3 separate regions of the Gossypium hirsutum genome follow, and all the other regions are linked to region 3. A link is a contact called in public Hi-C data. All regions are on one chromosome and are shown on one strand. The core of a region is the stretch at or near the end of the contact, and the rest is flanking DNA. Distances in the headings are between cores, read along the strand shown.

Region 1 (4,533 bases), core at 1,188-3,687, 210 kb after region 3:
TGGCCGTATGAACCATACGGGCCATCAACACGACCATGTTGAAAAGGTCATACGGGCGTGTTGCCTTTCTCACACGAGCGTGTGCCCCTATGTCATGTGTTATTTTTTAGAGTTCTTTAAATGACCCGAATTGGTCCCGAATGGTTTTAAATGAATTATTTGGGCCTCGTAAACCCACATTAAGGAGTTTTTGGTAAAGTTTGGAAAAGTTTTAAATTTGACCATTTCTTGGTGACTCGGAAACGTGAGAATGTATGTGTTCAAGTTTAAGTAACGCCTCGTATTCCGTCCCGACGTAAGGTACGGGTGTGGGGTGTTACAAGAGGACCAGTTAGAAATAGACATGTTTAAATCATATTGCATGTAATTTCCATGCTACACATCCATACTTGATCTATGTCATTTGATTGTGTTAATATACGTGATCATAGATGGATTTAGTTACGATATATGTAACGAAAGTCGCATTGGTTCTATGTTAACATAATTAATGGACAAGATTGTTCGGAATGCCTTTTGGATATGATAGTAAAATTTTGAACTCATAAGGTTGTATAATGACATGTAATTATAGTGTAATTAGTATATATATGTGGTCCAAGTGGGAGATCGTTGGAAAATATGGGCATCACATATATAATAAAGGTAATTACATGTTATTATTTACTATCATGATAAGTTAGCTCAAATTAAAAGTGATCTAATTTGGTTAGAATTTTATTGGGCTTTAATTATTAAATAAAGTATGTGTTAAATATGTGTAGATACTCTAATAATTGAATTCTAATCAAATTTTAATTAATGATGGGCTAATTAGGAACTAGAACTAATATGCCAAGGTTATAAATATTAGGGTTATGGTCTCCAAATTACACAATAAGATATCTTTTCTAATATCTCATTATTAAGAAAGATAGAGCAGATATTCTCTAAATTTCTTGTGTGCTAATTTGAAAGATCAAATCCTCAAGATCCAGTAAAACTTTAAGGAATTCATGGATTCAAATATGTTTTCGCATATAGTTTTATTCTTGATTTATTCTTGATGATTTGACATGATAAATCCTAGTTTATTCAGTTTTATTTTAGATTTATTTTACAAATCTAACAATATTTACTAAAAATAATTATATTTGTAATAATTATTTGATTTTATGAATAAAAGAGTTATTAATTAAAAAGATAAATTAAAATAAAATAAAAAACTTGAAACGATATGAAATAAAAATTAAAAATGTGTTTAGAAAATGAGAATTGAACTTGAGTCTCAATGATGAAAGCATTATTATTTAACCATTCAACCGAAGAAGCTAACATGAAATAAAAAATATAAATATAAATGGGAGAGGAATAGAACTTGAGACCTAAGAACAAAACCATCTAACATTTAAACATCTAATCAAAGATACTAATAATAAAAAAGTTAAAAATTGCTACTTAGGGCCAGTTCTTCATTGCTTTTGAAAAGTACTTTTGAAAAGTGCTGTGGAAAAGTGCTTTTGAGAAGTACTTTTGAGAAGTGTTTTAGAAAAATTTAAGTGTTTGATATTGCTGTCAAAAAGTGCTTTTGAAAAGTAAAATGTCCATTTTAGACATGATATTATAAAGTAACAAATATGTATTTAAATAATGTTCAAATTAGTTAATATTATGATATTTTAGTAAAAATATAAAAAAATAATTTATTATAACTTATTGTTAATATTTTAATATATAATATTAATTTTAAATATTTCTAAGTAATTAATATTAATTATTTATTAAATTTAATTAGAATATATAAACTATATTTAAATATAATAATTAAATATTTGTAATTAGATATTAACACAATTATATTATTTTAAAAAATATTTTTTATTTTTAATTAATGCTTTTAACACATTTGTAAAAATCATATTAAATAACCAAGAAAGAAAACACAAAATAATAACATCAAACACATTTTAAGTCAAAAAGTAAAGTTAAAAAGGTAAAATAACAGCCAAAAGTACTTTTTGGCTGAAAAAGTTAAAATTTACTGCTTTTTCATCTCTAAAAAAGCTCATCCCAAAAGTTAAAAAAGTTGCCCCAATAATATGTGTTCTTCATTGTTTTTAAGAGAAAAGTATTTTTTTTAAAAAAATTCATCCCAAAAGTAATGAAGAATATACCCTTTAAAGAAAAGCGCGTTCAGCTAAACGTACATTCTTATAAATTATGTAAAAATACGCTAAACTAAACACGCTTTTAAACTCTTTCTTAGAAACAACATATTTCTCTAATTAAAGTTAAAATCCGCGATTAAAAAATAAAATTGGCGTATAGGCCTTGTTTAGCCACATACGAGATGCAGATTTAACTTTTAAGAGAAATAAATACAATACAAAAGGCCATTACAAATGAACACGTGTGAAGATGTAAAGGGATTAGGTGTGCACATTGCGGCCGCTCAAATCATCAACCACCCTAACTCGTGACTCAGAATATATGTAATTTTCCCCCAATAAGAAAACAAATAAAATATAAACATTACGGGCTAACTGTTAATCTCAGTCTGACTGAATCTCAGCAAAATCCAAGGCTTCAACACTCCGTAACACAATTATTAGGTAAAGCTAAGCCTTCACACTTCACTCTTATCCACTTTGTCTTAAGTTTTCTTTTAATTTTTATTTATTTTTTTATAATCATTCCTTTTACCATGCAGCTGCCTTCTTAGTTGTTACTTGTATGTTCAAGAAATTTTGGGTTTTCCTTTGTTTGACGGTCGAATCATTGGATGCTCTTTTTGTTTTGCATGTATTCTGTTCTTTCCTGACAATTTGAATTGGTGCTCGTAATTGTGACAAATTCTAAGTCAGTATAGATGAAAGTTTGCCTTTTGTTTTGTATTTAGAATTGGTTTTTTTTTTATTAATAAACGAATTGGGTTTGGTTTAATTCCTAGCTTATGCTTATCACTCAATTCAACGTGATAGAGGACACAAAGATGTTATATTTAGTTATGATCCTAACCAGAGTCAATTAACACTTGTCTTAATTTTGGGCTTTTTCTACTCTTTTTATTGGTATGCATGTGATTTCAACCGGGTCAGTTAACATGATTTGTCAATTACAAATCTCTTTTTGTTTTTCTATATGTTTTTTCTTTTTCTTTTCAGGTTTGAAATATTAAGAACTGAACAAAATATCCTTTGATATGAAGGTTTACTAGATATGTACATATATGTAGGAGTGTTTATGCACATGTAAAAGTTTCTGTAGTGCTTTTATATTGAAAATGTTTGTTACAGCCTGTGGGTTGCCATTGTTGAAATGGGGTATGCCATGAGTAGGCTGGAGATAGAATCTGAGTTGTTTGAAGGCGGTAATGTCACCAGTGAAGCTGGTTGCAGTAACAGGTCCGACAAACCATTCTGTAAAGTAGACCACGAGATTGCCCAGCTTACAAACCTTAAATCAGTGCCTAATGAACGATTGCATCAACTCATGCCAGGAAAGAAAAAATTACCTGTTTCCCCAGTGAAAATGTTGGCAGGTCGAGAAGGTAATTATTCAAGAAGAGGAGGATTCTCATCAGCAGATCGTTGTCACATGATTAGCCGATATTTGCCGGTAAATGGTCCTTGGCTTGCGGACCAGATGACCAGCCGAGCCTATGTTTCTCAATTTTCAGCTGATGGTTCTCTATTCGTTGCTGGGTTTCAGGTAGTGTTGCTTGTCTTATATCTGATCATTGATCGGATTGACATTGAATTCATTGGACTGTAGCTAGTAATTGGCTTGATTTGATTTGATTGTGAATTTTGGTTTCAGGGAAGCGATATTAGAATATACAATGTGGATAGAGGCTGGAAAGTTCAGAAGAACATTCTTGCCAAAAGTTTGCGTTGGACTGTTACTGACACATCCCTTTCCCCTGATCAGCGCCATCTTGTGAGTTCTTACTGGATATGGTTAATTAATATTTGCATATATGAGATGATTCAGTGATATCCAATCATGTTTTTAATTTAAACAAACTTTGTGATGTGAATGGAATTTACTGCTGGAATGAATCCCCTCCCCCTGAGATGATTCAGTGATATCCAATCATGTTTTTAATTTAAACAAACTTTGTGATGTGAATGGAATTTACTACTGGAATGAACCCCCTCCCCCTGGGTCTAGTTTTAACATGTGCTCAGTGTTTTCCTTCATGTCAACGTGAATTTTTTTTTATAGCAACTATATTTGACATGGCGAGACTGTCATTGCAAAATATGAAATGGATATTTTTTTATAAGATAACACATTTCAAGCATTAAATGGATTAAAATCATCCTCCTTCGTGCAGTAAGGGGATTTAAAATCATCCCACTTCATGTCGCACTATGCTTAAATTTTTGAGGATTCTGATATCACTTTAGGTTTTGTTACAAAGATTCATGGTATCATACAGGCTGTCGTGGTCTCACTCTCTGCATGACATGACAAAATAATTCCTGATAAAACGTTATTCTCTGGTTTCCTGATCCTTTCTTTTGCATTCTATAAGTGAAAAATTATATG
Region 2 (4,318 bases), core at 540-3,039, 200 kb before region 3:
CGCTTGCTGCCCCAGTGATCAATGCTATTTTGCCTTTCAGCCTGCTTTGATGGAAGTATACATAGAAACAAAGATTTTAATGGCATTGATCTTTCAACGTTTTCTTTTTTATCTTCTGGTTTGATACAAATTCTCATTTCTCCGGCATCTGTTTTTGGTAAAAGATTTAATGTTATGTAAAATTTAGTAGAGAATATTAATGGGGTAACTAAGATTTTTAGCATATTTCCATGACTCATTCTAGTCTAGTGTAAATGTCGAATATGCTGAGGTAGTGGTTGGATTAGTGGAATCCAGTTGGGATTGGTTGAAACTTACCAGTGGTCGCCATCAATGGCAAAGGCGAAAAAGAAAGCAAAAAGGAAAGGTTAAATTTTGCTAGGGATCCTAGTTTTTATACTTATTTATTTTTTAAATTTAAATTCATTTGATTAAATTTAATTATCAATTTACTCTAATTGAGTATTCCATGTCTCTATATTTTTCTAAATTTAAAATTTCAATCTTGAAGCAAATAGTCATCATTAATTCAATAGTTAAATTTTTAATGAGTAATACGTAGAATAAGTTGATATGACATTATACATAAATAATATATTTGAGATTCCATCTATGATATTCAAACAACAGCTTTGCTAAATACCATTTGAATAGTCGAATTAGAATAAAGTAAAGATTAACCAATTTCTTTTTATTAAAAAAGCTTCAGATCTTTTCCATGGGGTATCTTCCAAAGCTATCACATGCATTGTTGAATTAGAAACAAATTGTTCTAAAAAGTAAAATGGAATTTCCAGTAAAAGCCAAGGGATCAGTAGAACAAAAGAGAAAAAGAACATTTTTTTAATATTTCATGGAAGATCTTTTCAGAGTACAGTGACACCGACCAGACTTTTTGTTTATTATCGGATCAATAACATCAATGATGGTTTAAAAAAGCTTTTTATTAATAATTATAAAGGAATTAAAAAAGTAAAGTCGAATCTAGATGCAAAGGCCATGGGGTCTAGGGATTTTAGCCTTTTTCATTACCTCTGTAGGCTTTTAATGGCGTTAACCTCCTTTTTATCTAACAACTTAAAACAAATCACCAAAATTAAAAGTGAAATAAAGGTCAAATATTATACACTTTAATTTAAAGCACTGTGAAAATAATAAAAAGAAGGATGAAGAACATTGCTATACCTTCCAGTTTGTGTCGATAATTCCCTGTTATAAAAGCACTGAGGAAGTGAGGCTCTACATATGAAGCCATTAATGATGTTTCTGTAGTAGCAAACTAAATACAGTAAGCTGCACTTCCAGAAAATAATGAAAGAAGAAAAGAATCCCAGAAAATATTGTGAAATGATTTGAGTTCTTTTTGTATGAATCTGTAACTGAAAAATAAGTTGGAATAGCAAAAAAGGAACAAAGACCCAAAAATGTGAAGAAAGTCACAAACCTGAATCCAATCCTCAACATGCTCTCTATGAGGGAAATATTGTGTTCTTTAAGGATGGAGAGAGAGAAGGGGGGGGTGAAGGTGGGCGGTGGTGAGCTATATTTTTGAGAAGCCAAGTGAGGACCATTTGACGAGAGAGAGAGAGAGAGAGAGAGAGAGAGAGAGAGAGAGAGAGAGAGAGGCATACATATTTTTGAGTTTCCCAAATATGCCCCATTGATTGAACCAATCCATTTAATTGAACCATATGATACAAGGGTATGACAAGTTAGGATACTGTCAAACGAGAAGGGCATTATTGTCATCGAAATTAGTTTCATAAGATGACAGAGAATAGAAAAGAGGGGCGGCAAAGGAATCAACGAAGTCAATAATATTAATAACGTAGAAATTATATTTGTTATAAAACATTATAAATTTTTTTACAATTAAAATTTATTTTTATAATATTTATATAGACGTAACAATAAGCAATATTTAATTAAACTTTTGAAGTAAATTTATAAGAGTAGATGGTGGTAAATTAAGTAGATTAATTTATATTATTAAAATATTCATATTTTATATTATAAAATATTTATTATTAGATATTTATAAATTATATATATTATAAGGTTTCATGCTTTCAGCGAACATGGAAGCTTAATTTTTTTACACATAACATATTATCCCTTAACACCTCAAATTTTTGATATTTCATTTGGTACTATCCTAGGATGGAATGCAATGAAATACCAAAAATATTAGAAAATGATTCAGATCAAAGAATTTCATGAAAGGAAAATTGATGTTGGAGATGGAAATCAATAGAAAGAATTGTGAATATGCAAATTCAGAAAAAATATTAAATTGTAATTTTAAAAAGTTGGCACAAGAATAAGTTGGGATATGTATTGGTGTGATGAAAATCACTTTTGAGACCAAATTGAAAAGATTTAAAAGTACATGGGCTAAATTATAAATTTTCTCATTATTATCGAGAGAAGGATTTAACTACCCAAGGATTCTTACTAATCACTAAAGGTGAATTATGGAATTTGAGTGATTAAGTGCCTACTTGTGAAAAAAATGTGATTTGAGGCAAAAAGGGTAAAATGATAATTTTGCTATATAAAGGCATTTTGGTTTTTACTCGAGAATTTTATAATAAAAATATTATTTGATGAGATGTTTGATAATTGGTTTTAACATAGTCCATTAGACGTGATGGTTAATGTGTTGATCTGTGCAATTAGACAATGAGTTATCTATCAAAACTCTGAACTGTGAAACTATGAATCTGTCTCCATATGAATATTAAATAATATTTTGAATTAAGTGGATCTCTAAACTCTGAGTATACCTATACCTAAATTATAAGAAAGTTATTGGTCTCAGTTAATAAGTTATCTATGGTTATTATTGTGCCCTAATAAACTTAGTGAAATAGTTAAGATATGATTGACATGCCAATAGGGATTAGATGTGGAGTTCTCTTGTGATATAGAGTTTTGTTTCTTTCGAGTCTTACACATATTATGTGCAATATTTGTTGTCTTCAATTATGCACTCGTGTGCATTCTTTGTTACCTTCGAGCTTAACATGTATGTGCTCTCTAGTGTGTCTTAAGGATTTGTACTTATATGCTATTTGGTTTGTTTGGAGCATCAACACTGTAACACCCTTCACTCGACCGCATCAACACTGTAACACCCCTCGCCCGACCCGATTGTCAAGTTTAAACTACAGGGTGCTACAATTTTTGTCGGAGCAACTACTGACAAATTCACAGTAAAATCATCATTTCATATCATCATTCATGCAATGAAAAACAATAAAACATTGAATATCATGAACATTCTTTCTTAGGTGTTATATGAGCATATGAATGCTTTAATGTCAACCCAAGATCGAGTAAGGACTTTTTTGCAACAATTTTAAATTTTCAAATCAAGTATGTCATAAATAAATCATTCAAACATTCAATTATGTCATAAACAACTAGATATTATGATACACAATTAAATTCGAGCGTTAATCGAGCTTACGAAAGCTCTTCTCTTGGCCCAAGTATGAAATAAGACCAAATTGCAAAGTTTTCAAAATTTCATATCAAGTATCGATACCCTTACCTGGTCTTCATGTGAATTTGAACTTCGGTGTTTAGAAAAATAAAATTAAAACCAAATGTATCGATACTAGTTATAAAGCATCAGTATTTTATTTAAGGTATCGATACCCTACCCTTTATATCGATACCATTTTAAGGTTGGTTCAATGTTTAATAAATTTAAGAAAAATTGCTAAAGTATCGATAGGTATTGATACCTTAGAGCAAAATTTTCAAAATCTACATTTTGGTACCTATTTCATGCCAACCAAAACAATTGCACTTTTGGTGCATTTTTACCAAACTTTTTGTAACACTCTATACCTGATTCATTCGCCTGACTCGAGCTATAACGCATTACAACAATAATTCATGAACATTTATCACAAGTTTCAATCAAATTCAACCAAATAAATCATATTCAACCATTTCCATGATTTTCAATCAATTCTGGACCTAATTTGCGCTTACAAAATATTTAAAACAAACCGAGATCAATTCTAGATTAAATTGAAACTTCTACAAATTTTGAGTAAAATGTACAAACAAGGGTCACACGGCTGTGTGAAAAAGGCCAGGCCATGTGGCTCAGGGACATGGCTATGTGGTCAAACTGTATACAATTCAAAAATAGGGTCACACGACTGTATACTCGACCGTGTGGAATTAGAAATAGGGTCACATGGCCATGCCACTGATTGTGTGCCAACCTGTGTATGACTCGAAATAGTGTCACACAGTCGTGTCGCAAGCCATGTGTGATTTGAAATAGGTTCACACGGCC
Region 3 (4,203 bases), core at 547-3,046:
CAGGAACAGTAAATACAGAGGCCTTGAGCTCAAAAGCCTCGTCAATAAACTTCTCCATATTCTCTAAATTATTCTCCTGAGCATAAAGTCTAATCAACAACACATGTAACCAAGGCCTGTATTCATCTTCTGGAATTAGCCTTAACAGTTCCTCAACCTTTTTAGTCCTATCCTTGACTGAACTCTTGCAATATGCACATATCATGGCTCTGATCAATGGGGTTTTGACATCCACCTGATGCTTTAACATTTGGTATGTCTCTTCCATTTGATCCAATTTCCCTGAGTGTGCATATCCTCGAAGCATAAGCAAGTGAGTATCAATATCAGGCTTAACTGGTCCAGCCTTCATCAAATGGAAAGTTCTTTCCATCCGATCCCACATCCAAGCAGTCACATATGCAGCAATTAAATTGTTATAGGTACTTACATTAGGGGAGAGATTTAAATGTTGAATCTCCTGAAATGCTGCCTCCATGTGATCAATCAGCATCAAACGACCAAAGACTGATATAAGAATGTTATAAGTTACAATTGAGGGGCTACAATACGGTTCTTTTTTTAGATTCCGAAACACTAATTGGCATTTGTCAATGAGACCATTGAACATATAGGCACTCATTAACGCATTGTAGGTAGAAGTTGTCTTGAGCCGCTTACTATCAGCCTCGGAAAAGAGCTCAACAGCAAGATCTACATTCTCAATCCTACCAGCAATAGTGATGCTACTAGCATATTCTTCCGACGTCATGGGATAACCTTGTTCTATCTTTCTTCTCCTCCAATTAAATACCTGAAGGAACAGTCTACTATGAAAACATATATCCAACATATACCAATGTCTACCATGGAGCTTCAAACCCCCCCCCCCCCTCACAACAAAAACAAAAACCCAGAAAATATTTCATCCTAAATCCAAACAAAAAAGAAGAAAATTAGAAAAACATACCTCCAATGCCAAATTAGGCCAAGAACACAGATTTTTCAATAACTCTGAAAAAGCACGGTCATCGGTTTCTTTGGTACGCGCAGGCACACCACCCTGATATTCATAACACCCAAGTAACCAATCACCTCTCCCCTCCAAAATCTGGACCACTTCCCCTGAAGAATAAACACCGTTAACCAATTCCATTCTGAGCTGAAGCACTTTCTGCATCAATTCCTGTTTGGGGCGGCGTTGGGAGTCTGCCAGAGAAAGCTTTTCAATGAACAAGCTGATAACATTAACGGGGACTTTATTGGGCAGGGGAGCATGCGTGGCAGGGGCAACAGTGTCTCCATAAAATCTGAAAAGGGAGGATCTTGGAGTAGCACACGAAAGTGAGATTAAAGATTTGGGTTTCGAAGGGTGCCTGTGGAGATTCAATAGCAGCTTCTCCGATTGGGCTGCTGCAGCGTCTGAGATTTTTAGAACGCGCTTCATTGGGATCCCAAGGGAGACATGGGGTATTTCGGCAAAAAAAAAGAAGTTAGGGCTTAAGGAGGGTTTTAGCGAAGAAGACGATTCCTGAGATTGGAAATAGCCAAATAGGTGGGGAGGTAACGATTCAGATTTGGTGGCTGATTTAAAAAGCGGGACGACAAATTGTCTCCAATCTTACATTTACCCTTAACGTTGCTATAGCTTGGATAAGCCGGACCGGGTCGGGAGACGATGCTTCTGAAACAAACCCAGCCGCCACCCGTACCGTATATCTATACTTTAACCCATAGTTGAGTTGCACTCGAACTAACCCACTATCAACTTAATTGAAATAAAAATAAAAAGGGCAAGACTTCCTTTTAACAGTCCCTAAAATTCAATCAATTTCACTGCCAAATATAAGCCCTTATTTCTTTTCGATTTAATAGTAGAATTTTATATTTATAATTTATTTTTTACTTATATTTAATATAAATTTGAATATTAATTAAATATTTTTATAAAATTATAAAACTCTAAATATATAAAAACAAAAAAAATTAAAGAAACAAAGAAGTAAAAAAAAATCTAAACCTTAAATATGATTGAATTCTAAACAATAAATATTAAAAATTTGATATTAAATCTTAAAAAAATATTTAAAAAGATAAAATTAAGAAATATTAAAATTTGTGGCTGAAATTTATTTGTGAATTCTTTTGAGTTTTGCCTTACTGTTATATAACATTTTTTTCAAATAAAAATACCTTACTTTTCAAAATAAATTATATTATTTTGAAAGAGATTTTTTATTTTAATGTTACAAATATATTTATTACATAACTTTATTTTTACTCATATTGTGAATGTCTCATAATTTATTATATATTACATGGCTATTACTTTATGGCAAAGTTTAGTCTCTTTTTTATTCATTTTGTCATTTTAGCCCTTATTCTTTTTTAGGGGGTAATTCTGGCCTTTTAATTTTTAAATTTTAGTCAAATTGTTTGCTTTTGGATGGAAAATTGACTAAACGGTTTATAAAAAATTATCTTTAGTAGCAGTGAAGTATACGTAAAATGCCACATGAGCTGCCACATCAATATCATTAAAATTTTAACAGTTTAGTCAGATTTTCTGCCTAAAAGCAAGTAATTTAACTAAAATTTAAAGGTTGAGAGCCAAAATGACAAAAAAATGCCAAAATGGAAAAAAAAAAGAGTAAACGCTAAGGGCTAAACTTATCTTTATGCCTTACATCAATTGTTATACCCCATTCGTATCAAAGACACGTGGCTAGCAAAAAAGGCACCTGAGCAGTAAGTCTGCCACCAGAAAGCTGAGAGACCACTAAGTACTCACCCTTCTAGAGTGACCATCTTAGCAACGAGGGGCCTACTCTTCATTGGGAACATGAAGTTGTTGGTCACCAAACATCACATGGGCTCAATTTTTTTATCCTATCAAGTCAAATGAAACACAAAATCTATCATGTGACAGACATCCTGTAACAGCCCGATTTTGGGGCTAGTTGGAACAGTGGTTACGGAACCATTATTCCAAAGTCATAGAAATTATTTTAATATTATTTTATGTGTGATGGCATGATTATAAAGGTGCATGAAAAATTTGGTGAATTAATTTTAGCGTTTGAGAACTTAATCGCGAAAAAGAACTAAATCACATAAAGTGCAAAAGTCCTATTTTGATAGCTAAGGGTGTCAAATAGCTAGAGAACCAAAATTGGGGGTCTTTAAAGGGTAAATAAACCCTAAAAAGAGTGCTTGGCTGGCCATAGGGACAAGAATGGTCAAAAAGTCAAATTAGGTGGGTTTTGGTAGCTTATTTGACTAAAATAGAAATAAAATAAAAGAAGATATCATCCCTTTTCAACATTTCTTCTCCACCGAAAATTTAGCTTGGGTTTGAAAGTTTGAAAATTTCAGCAACTTGTAACTCTCTCAAGTAAGTGATCTTGATGGTTTTTCTTGATGATTGTTTTACTTTTAGAACCCTTGTAACATGAGCTTTCAAATAGGGGCGAAGCCAGAAAACTTTTTTAGGAGGGGCCGGCTGAAATTTTAATTTTTTATAGTTTATATCTTTATAATTTGTAAAAGATTAAATCGAATTTTTATAATTTTAGGGGGGCCAAAGTGAAATTTTACCTTTATTAATTTAAAATTTTTAAAAAAATTTAAGGGCCTAAAATGTAATTTTACATTTTAGGGGGGTCGGGGCCCATGCCAGCCCCCGTGGCTACGACCCTACTTTCAAATGAGGGGACTATTTTGAAAAATGGTTGAGAGTCTAGGGTTTTTACATGAAAGCATATGTGTTGTTAATTGAAATTTTATGGAAGAATATGAGTTATGGTTGTGTAATAAACAACTTTTGTGAAGTAGGTTCCATGAAAACCCTAACTAGGACCATTTTGCATAAGTTGAAAATTAGATGATAAATGTGAGAGATAATAAAAATTTTGGGTTGCTGTAAGAGTAAAAAGGGTTCGGCTAGGCTTAAGATATTAAGAAATTCGATAAAAATCGATTTTCGGGGCTAGGGTTAAAATGATCATTTTGCAAAAGTCTAGGGGCAAAATGGTCAACTTGCCCAATTATGAATTTGTTAAGTACCTAGACCGATAAAATGTCTAAACTTGTGAATTTTTATCCTTTTAGATCAAGAACTACAAAATTCGAACCTAGACCGGGGGAAGGCCTAGCAAGTAGACTAAAACCGATTAGTCGCCTGCATTTTGTAATTCGAGGTAAGTTGTATGTAAATAATACAAC

What was found. Hi-C and Micro-C count contacts between places; a contact is called where the count stands out from the background.
Region 1: a contact with region 3 is called in a Hi-C map of leaf, with 3 times the contacts expected there. The contact joins the promoter of LOC107952169 here to the promoter of LOC107952199 in region 3. A contact is called at or near these places in 11 of 34 Hi-C or Micro-C datasets (hypocotyl, leaf and petal).
Region 2: a contact with region 3 is called in a Hi-C map of leaf, with 1.5 times the contacts expected there. The contact joins the promoter of LOC107949012 here to the promoter of LOC107952199 in region 3. A contact is called at or near these places in 6 of 34 Hi-C or Micro-C datasets (anther, callus, fibers and 1 more).

The regions. Positions count from the first base shown.
Region 1 is chrA08:13,806,133-13,810,665 of Gossypium_hirsutum_v2.1, reverse strand. LOC107952169 (LEC14B homolog) reads left to right here and starts at 2,437. Exons shown (of 11, transcript XM_016887468.2): 1 at 2,437-2,591; 2 at 3,276-3,383; 3 at 3,479-3,690; 4 at 3,799-3,918. The coding sequence starts at 3,353.
Region 2 is chrA08:14,214,638-14,218,955 of Gossypium_hirsutum_v2.1, reverse strand. LOC107949012 (short-chain dehydrogenase reductase 3c) reads right to left here and starts at 1,789. Exons shown (of 3, transcript XM_016883709.2): 1 at 1,445-1,789; 2 at 1,186-1,266; 3 at 1-41. The coding sequence starts at 1,764.
Region 3 is chrA08:14,013,759-14,017,961 of Gossypium_hirsutum_v2.1, reverse strand. It overlaps LOC107952199 (pentatricopeptide repeat-containing protein At2g30780), which reads right to left and starts at 1,796. Exons shown (of 3, transcript XR_001698805.2): 1 at 950-1,796; 2 at 1-793.